Linked DNA regions of Mus musculus: region 2 is linked to region 1. A link is a contact called in public Hi-C data. All regions are on one chromosome and are shown on one strand. The core of a region is the stretch at or near the end of the contact, and the rest is flanking DNA. Distances in the headings are between cores, read along the strand shown.

Region 1 (4,303 bases), core at 602-3,101:
ACGTGCACTCCCACACCAAAGCACTATACTAGCTCACATGGCCACAGCCCTGAAAGACTGCATTTTCTACAGAATTAGCGCAAGAATAGAAAACTGAAAGCCACAACACCCATTAAACACTAAAACTCAAATACTAACTTTGATAGAAAATGAAAGTTTCACGAGAAAACTCTGGGAAGCAAGCATGAAGCCCAGGATATCATGGGTAAAAAAACCTGTGAAGATCTTCCACCACCCTAATCTCGTCAAAACTTTGGACATAGACATTTTTCCAGATACAGTCTGTATCAGAAATATGCCCCCCCCCAGCGCTGTCCAATCTTATTCTCACAAAGCCCTAGAGGAGCAGTGAGGAAGACTTGAAAGGAAAACGGATGTTCACGTTCCGAGCAACTCTCCACTTTAGACGTGCATGAAATTATAGCATAAAAGGAGTACACTAATCTCCCAAAGGTGAGTTCCATCAGCTATTTGGTTTAATCGCACTTGCCAGACACTCTGAAATTACTGATTTGCTGAGGCCAAGAGAAACAGCCTAGTCCTTGGCATGAACTTCAGCTTCCCCCTTCCCCCGGCCCCCTAGGGCCTTTTTCCCTCTGCTGCATGGTCAGACAATTGTTTGATTCCCACTGATCACCATCAAGTTATTCACAGGGGGGGTCAAGAGTCAGTATTCCTAGCCTAGAGCATGCTACATCATACACAACAAATACAGTTTTACCCCAACTTCCTAGGAACCTTCATTCATTTATGAAAGCCACTATCACTTGCTGAACGGTCCATTCATTGCCCCTCACTGGGATTCCTGCCTGTCTGACCCCTTTAGGGCAGGTAACCGCGCATACTGCCTTCACTTAAAGTACCAAGTCAAAAGAAAAGAAAATGACCAACCCAGCATGAGATCCCGAAGCCAGAGTCCCTCCACTGCGCTTTCACAGCAAACCTTGATAGCGAAGCTCTACAAACAGTATAAAATCCAGTACCAAGATAAATTCCTGCGGCTCCGGTAGAAAACATAGTTACCTCCAGAACTTAATCTGCTTCTGCAGTAGGCCAGCCATGTGCGGCGGAACTCCATAGTTTCAAGCACACTTTTTAGCCGGACGTGGACGGCACCACCTACAGCCAGGTACCCAAACTCCTCCACAAGCCCAGGTAACTTATAAACTAGGCGAACCTGAGTACTTTCCCAGCAAGTCCAAAGGCTGAGGGCAGCTGCGCGCCTTGCAGGTGTCTCCGCAATTAAGCGCGACGCCCGGCAGAGCGCTCGGAAGTTATTGGGGGGAGGCTCTCCGGGGGCGCGTTCAGAAGCAGGTGCAGGGGAACCTGCGCACCCGCTCCCATACCCACCCCAAGAGCTCAGGGGCCGGGGAGCAGGCCCAACCAGCCTGGCCAGAGCCACACACCCCGGAAAGAGGACGGTCCCCGGGGCCCGCCTCCCAACCTGGGTACCCGGAGCCAACACACCTCGATCCTAATTTACGACTCCGGCGCTTTGTGCCCAGCAGCCCGTGCGCTGCACAATGCGTGAACTCGGGGGTCCGGGGCCACCCCCCGCCGGGCCGCATGACTGTGCAGCCCCGGCCCGGCAAAAGCGCCGGGCCGAGCGGGGCCGAGCGGCAGCCCGGCCTGGTTAAAGATGGCGAGGCCCTCGCGTGGCTCCCGCGGCCGCCCGGACCACAATGAAAGCGCCGGCCCCGCTGCGGGCCTCACCTTCCATCTCCATGTCCTCGGGCTCGCTCAGCTGCTGCTCGCCCGCTTTCTGCTGCTGCTGCTGCTGCTGTTGGTGGTTCATGTCGGCCGCGGCCTGGGCCTCGCCTGCGGCCGGAGGCCCGGGCTGCGGGCCCGGCGGGCGGGCGGCTGCTAGCAGAGGCGGCGGCGGCGGCGGCGGCGGGGCGGCCTCCTCCTCTTCCTACCCGCGCGTCGTCGGCGGCGGCGGCCCCGGGGCGGCCCGCGGCGGGCGGCGGCGGCGGCGGCGGCGGCAGGGAGACGCGCACGTACTTGCTCGCGATTCGCCCAATCTCGGCGCCGAGGCGGGCGGGCGGCGGCGGGCCGAGCCGGGCGGCCTCCTCGCTCGCTGCGGCCGCCGCTGCCGCCGCCGCCGCCGCCGCCGCAGGGCCCGCCTCCCGCCGCCGGGGCCGGGGCTGCGGGGCCGCGGGCCGGCCGGGGGCGGAGGGCGGCCGGGCGGGGGCCGCGTAGTCAGCCCCGCCTCGGACCGGGCGCGGAAGGCTGGAGGCCGGGCGGGCCGCGGCGAGCCTGCGGGCCCGGGTGTGGGCTGCGGCGGCGACCGCTGAGGCTGCGCGGGCGGGTGACCGGCTGGCCGCGCTCGGGGCGCTGAGGCCTCCGCCTCCTCGGCGTCGTCGTCGGGGCTCCGGCAGCGGACGCGGCGCCCGGCGGCTCGGCTCGGCTCAGCTCGCTCTCAAAATGGCGGCGGCGTGAAATGTCACATCCGCATGGGGGGCGAGAGCGGAGCGAACGAGACGAGGGCGGGCGGCGGGCGGAGCGGGAGGCGGAGCGGGAGGCGGAGCAGGGAGCGGCCCGCCCGCCGCCACCGAGGAGCACCCACCCCGCGCGCCGGCCGCCCGCCCGCCAGCCCTGCTGGAGCGGGGCGCCGGGGTCTCCTCTGTGAGGCAGCGGAGCGCAGCCCAGGGCCGCGGGGCTCCGGCTGAGGGTAGGGGTGCTCGCGGGAACTGGGCTGGACAAGGAGCCCAAGGCGCGGCGCCGTTTTACGGCCCGTAACCGGCCCCGGGATTCTCACCCGGGCAAATACGTGGGAAACTTAACTCTTTTGCACCCTAGATCCAATAAGGCAAAGTGTAGTCCTTCGGCTCTCACCTATCCCAGCATTCATTTATTTCCTCTCTAGGAGATCAGGTTGGCCACGATCGTCCACTGGGAAAGAGTCTCTCGGGTAGTCCAAGCTGGCCTGGAACTTTTCATGGTGCTTGATGGACACCTGATCCTCCTGCGTCTACCTTTCTAAGTTTTAGGAGTCAAATTTTTTTAAAAGCGAACTTTTCAATACAAGAAATTTGAAGAGGGAAAATCTGATTGATTTAAGGCCTAAGCGCCAACTGACTTGGGGGGGGGGGGGTAGCACATGCCTTTTTAATCCCAGAATTTGGGAGGCGGAGGCAGAGGCTGAGGCAGTAGGATCTCTTCGAATTGGAGGCATGGCCAAGCCAACCAGGACTCAAACAAATCAACAACAAAACAAGAACATCTTGGCCTGAACGCTTCCCATCAAGGAACTTCCTCCTACCAGGTCCCAAAGGCACCTGATTCACCAGAAACCTGCCCCTTCCTCCTTCCCAAGGTCACCCAGAGTTGGGTGCAGGGGGTTGGGATAGTCGTACTGCAAATACTATTGAACAACTTGCTTTCACAAAAAATTAATTAGTAATAATAAAAAAAGAGCCTTTTCTAGCACTTCATGACTTGCAAGGAAAATAACCAGCTAGTCCAGGAAAAAAAAAATGCAACAATTTGCTATCTTGCCTTAGGACACCAGTCAACCCAACTTCCCTTGCTGAAGTTCAAAACCTAAACAGAGGCCAGCAAAATGGCAGAGTGGGCAAAGGTGCTGTCACCAAGTCCTATGACCTGAATTCCAGCAAGTTGGCCTCTGGTTTCCACTGTGCATGCTGCAAAAGCGCACACACTCAAATAAATATATGTACATGTAATTTTTTTTTTTTTACTTAAAGGGGGAAAAAACCCAAAGTGGATAAAGGAGAGATGGTTCTGTATCTTTTATCTAATGTGCCTGGAACCAGAAGTGTTTCACATCTCAGTCTGGGGAATTTTTGACTGTACATAAAAGGAGGTATCTTTGATAACAGAACCCAAATCAAGGTAAAATCCATATATTTCTGAGATACCTTATACATAATCTTATACAGAATTTTGTATTTGACTGCAACCCCGTACAAGGTCAGGTATAAAATTTTCCACTCTACTTGGGGCCAGCAAAAGGCTCAGCAGGTAAAGGCTGTTGCCACCACGCCTGACCAGTGAGATCCTTGAGCCCCACATGGTAGAAGAGAACTGATTCAATAGTCCTCTGACTTCCACTCATGCTCACGTGCCATCGCACATATGGTGGGGTGCCAATTCATGAGCACACACACAATCAAGTTCCATTTCCAGCATCATATTGGTATTCAAAAGTTTCAGATTTCAGAACATTTTAGATTTAGGAGTCTCTGACTAGAGCTATTTAACTTGAATATACACATAGTGAAATACTACATAGCAGTGAAAAAGAGTAAGATCCCGCCAGGCGTGGTGGCGCAAGCCTTTA
Region 2 (4,254 bases), core at 982-3,481, 2.1 Mb after region 1:
GTATTTGTTATTAAAATGATGAAGGTGGGGGATGGGTAGTCAGGCAGTGGTGGCACACACCTTCATCTGAGGACAGTCTGGTCTATTGAGTGAGCCAGGGCTATTAGAGAAAGCCTGTCCCAAGACACAAAAAACGAACCTAAACAAACAAAACAAAAAAACGAAGGAAGGGGCTGGCTCTTTGTTCCAGAGGACCCAGGTTCAATTCCCAGCACCCACAAGGCAGCTTACAACTGTCTTTAACTCCAGGATCTGGCACCCTTGCACAGACATACATGCAGGCAACAAAACTATACAAGGGAGAGAATTTTAATAGCATAAATTTCCTATTATGTAATTAGTTGTGCCTGTTGATAGGACTGTGATATTTTGATACCTATGAACTTTGTATAATGATCACACAAAGTAATTGGTAGGCCACCTCGTACATTTATCATTTCCTGATCAGCTGTAATCAATCACAAACATGGGTTTTTAGTTCAGTGTTCAGTATTGCTGATCTCAGAATACTACACTGTGTAAGAAGACTTAGTGATAGCCGGGCAGTGGTGGCGCACGCCTTTAATCCCAGCACTTGTGAGGCAGAGGCAGGCGGATTTCTGAGTTCAAGGCCAGCCTGGTCTACAGAGTGAGTTCCAGGACAGCCAGGGCTACACAGAGAAACCCTGTCTCGGAGAAGGAAAAAAAAAGAAGAAGAAGACTTAGTGATAAATTAGTCACTCAAAGGTGGCAAGTTTTGTTTGTTTGTTTGTGTTTTTAAAGATATTTTGCATTTATTTACTGTGTGTGTGTAGTGGGAAGAGTTAGGATTCAGACTTGGGACAAACAGCTGAGGTGCATTTTTTACAAACCAAAGTGGACTTCATCTCCAGGTTCTCCCATCCTTCCAGCATCCCTTAGTTCCTACCTTGCACCTTGTATACCCACCTGTCTCTCTCTCCCTCTCTGCATTCTCTCTCTCTCCCTCTCTGCATTCTCTCTCTCTCCCTCTCTGCATTCTCTCTCTCTCCCTCTCTGCATTCTCTCTCTCTCTCTCTCCCAGCACATGCACACTCTTTCTCTACCCCCTCCCCTCTGTCTTCCTCCCCATGTCGACTTCCCTGGCCTCCTTCCTTGGGACCAGAGAACCGACCCAAGAGCGGCTTCCCCATAAGCCTGCCTTTGCGTACTTCGATTTGGCTTGAATTGACTCATTTCACCAGCAGAGAATAACTTACCAGGATGCACGTGTGCCGCAGCGCACTTGTGGAAGTCAGAGAACAATTTATGGGAGTTAATTCTCACATGGGTTTTGGGAATGGAACTCTGATCTGATATCAGATTTGGTGGCAAGTGATTTTGCCTGGTGAGCATTCTTGCTAGGTAAACACTCTCCTATAGAGCAATATCCCGAACTGAAAGAGGAAATTGTTTAATTTACTTGTTATGGTGTTTCCAGGAAGGGCTCTTGTATACCAGGTTGGACTCCAATTCACTCTGTGGCTAAAGATGACCTTGAACTCATCTTCCAGCCCTGGTGAGTGCTAGAGTTAAATAGGTGTGAACCACCAAAATTTGTTTTGATACTTTTTTAATCGTTAAATTCAAATAAGTGTATTTATTTTCTTTTTAAAGATTTCCCCTGATAAAACTCTTATAATTTCAGGAATACTGTGTGTGTGTGTGTGTGTGTGTGTGTGTGTGTGTGTGTAGTCTGGGCACAAGACCAATTTCTAAAGATGCTTGATATCTTAACCAAAGTTACCAGCGCAGCGCATATTCAGCGTCATCTCTGAGGTATTAAAAGAGTACAACCAATCCATTCATAAATTTGTGTTTGGGGCCATGCTTAAACTATTCCTCTGGAACTCTCTCTCCTGTGTGTAGATGTGATTTCGTATCAAAAAGGTCCAAGGGATCTACTTGCATCTCGGCTTTTCGTGTGGTAATGTTTTGCTAAGGGTGCACATTTTATTTCGGCTCTTAAAATTAATCGATCATCTACAACTACTGTTGAGTGCGTCTTATTTTTTAGTAAACTGGAACGGAGACATATGGCTTAAATCGTTGCTCTTCCTTAGGAGAGGAAATTCCGTATCTCCCTGCATTTGTTAGCGTATCTATTTTCTATTTAATTCAGTTGAATCTTTCAGCTTCTGGCGGTTACGCGGCTGTCCCGCCCCCATCCATTGGCTGCCTCGGGCAGGCGCGCTCTTGATTGGCTGCCGCTCGCCAAACCCCCGCCGTCCGTCAGAGTTGGCGGGAAAGCGGTGGTGGCGCAGCATGGCGGCTGCGGCGTCCGAGTCGCTGTCCTCCGGTGGCCCCGGGGCCGTGCGGCTGCCGCGCTTGCCGCCACTCAAGGTACTGGCAGGACAGCTGCGGCGGCACGCAGAGGGTGGCCCGGGCGCGTGGCGGCTGTCGCGGGCGGCGGTGGGCCGCGCTCCGCTGGAGCTGGTGGCCGTGTGGATGCAGGGTACCGTGCTGGCGGCGGAAGGCGGCCAGGCCCGGCTGCGCGACTCGAGCGGAGCCTTCTCTGTGCGCGGCCTGGAGCGCGTACCACGCGGCCGGCCCTGCCTCCTCCCAGGTAACGTGGGCGGGACCGGCTCTGCAGGTCCTCCCCGGGGCGGGGCGGGGCGGGGCGGTCCCACCTCCAGGCTCTAGCCCTCCTTCCTGGCCCAGCCCCTGTCAAGTGACTCCCCACCCATCCTCTTGGATGACAGCAACACCTATCCCCGCTTTCTAAGATGTAGGTTCCAGCCGGGCCTGGAGGTACACATCTTCCATCCCAATACTAGGAGTCTGAGGCAGGAGGATGGCAAAGTTCAAAGCCTGACTGAGCTACGAAGTGAGTTTAAGGCCAACGTAAGGCAACTCAGTGAGAGCCTGTCTCAGAACAAAAAGTAAAGAGGGCCTGGGGTGGGAGCACTTCCTAACATTGATGAGTCCTTGGGTTTAACCCAGACAGCGAGAATAGTAAACAAGTACATCTACTAAAACGCCTGTAGGTTCCCGAGGCTATCCCACCTTCCCAGTTTTGAGCCTTGCAATTCTGTGTCACAGTTCTATCCCTGTAGATGTTTTTCTCATTTTTCCCCGTATGTTTTGAAAATAATTTCTCAGGAAATGTCTGCTTGTCTTTTTCTCTGTGTGTGTGTGTGTGTGTGTGTGTGTGTGTGTGTGTGTGTGTTTTTAAGGCAGTGTCTAGCCTAGACTGACCTAAAATTCATTGTGTAGCTTGGACACCCGGGCTTCCTGCTTCCATCTCCTGAGTGCTAGGATTCTAGGCATATGCTGCTCCATCTGGTTCATACGCTGCTGGGAATCAAACTGGGGGCTTTGTGCATGCTACGCAAGCAATCCCAGCCCTAAGTCTGTACTCATATTTTTGTTTGTTTGTTTGTTTGTTTGTTTTTTCGAGACAGGGTTTCTCTGTATAGCCCTGGCTGTCCTGGAACTCACTTTGTAGACCAGGCTGACCTCGAACTCAGAAATCCACCTACCTCTGTCTCCCTAGTACTGGGATTAAAGGCATGTGCCACCACGCCCAGCAGGTTTTCTGAGTCTTAAGAGTTGTTTCTAATACCCTCTAAGGAGATGCTGATATTGCAGGGTTTGAGGCTGCCCTTTGAGCTACTGCAGTTCTTGCACTGTGGTTCTGATAGCTTGACTCTAGCATCTGGTCCAATGCCTGGCACTTGTGTGTTCTGAGAAGCAGATGTTCTGAGACCGGCATCAGGTACCTGGAGCCTCATCTCATTAGGAAACACATATCATACACAGGGCCTCGTGAACTGCGTGGTTGCACCTGTGACCCAGATAGACAAGGCCTGCCTATACTTGACTCTGAAGCTTCAACACAGGCTCCAGGAGACTTCTAAAGGAAGCCTACAGATTCAGCAGGCCTGCCTTTCCATGGCTTCCTTCTCTGTAAAAATCAGCCCTGCCTCTCTAAAGAATGCTTCCTGCTCAGAAAGTCTTGAATTCTGTCTAGAGGCAGAGTCAGGGTCTCTGACCTAGGCTATTTTTTTTTTTTTTTCCAAGACAGAGTTTCTCTGTGTAACCCTGGATGTCCTGGGTTTACACTCTGTAAACCAGGCTGGCCTCGAACTCAGAAATCTGCCTGCCTCTGCCTCCCCAGTGCTGGGATTAAAGGCGTGCGCCATTATATCTGGCCTATGTTTTACATTTTGACATGTCTACAAAAAAATCCTGATGTATGAAATGTATATGCAGTTTGAAATCAGCATCTACAAAGTGAAGTTTTATTGGCCTGAA

What was found. A called contact is a pair of places that touch in the nucleus more often than the background predicts.
Region 2: a contact with region 1 is called in a Hi-C map of B cells, with 5 read pairs. The contact joins the promoter of Rmi2 here to the promoter of Usp7 in region 1. A contact is called at or near these places in 1 of 39 promoter capture datasets (embryonic stem cells), 1 of 484 Hi-C or Micro-C datasets (B cells) and 1 of 115 datasets of contacts at active chromatin or transcription factors (large pre-B cells).

The regions. Positions count from the first base shown.
Region 1 is chr16:8,736,491-8,740,793 of GRCm38.p6, forward strand. It overlaps Usp7 (ubiquitin specific peptidase 7), which reads right to left and starts at 1,852. Exons shown (of 31, transcript NM_001003918.2): 1 at 1,714-1,852. The coding sequence starts at 1,795.
Region 2 is chr16:10,832,828-10,837,081 of GRCm38.p6, forward strand. It overlaps Rmi2 (RecQ mediated genome instability 2), which reads left to right and starts at 2,232. Exons shown (of 2, transcript NM_001162932.1): 1 at 2,232-2,563. The coding sequence starts at 2,263. It also overlaps the pseudogene Gm17913.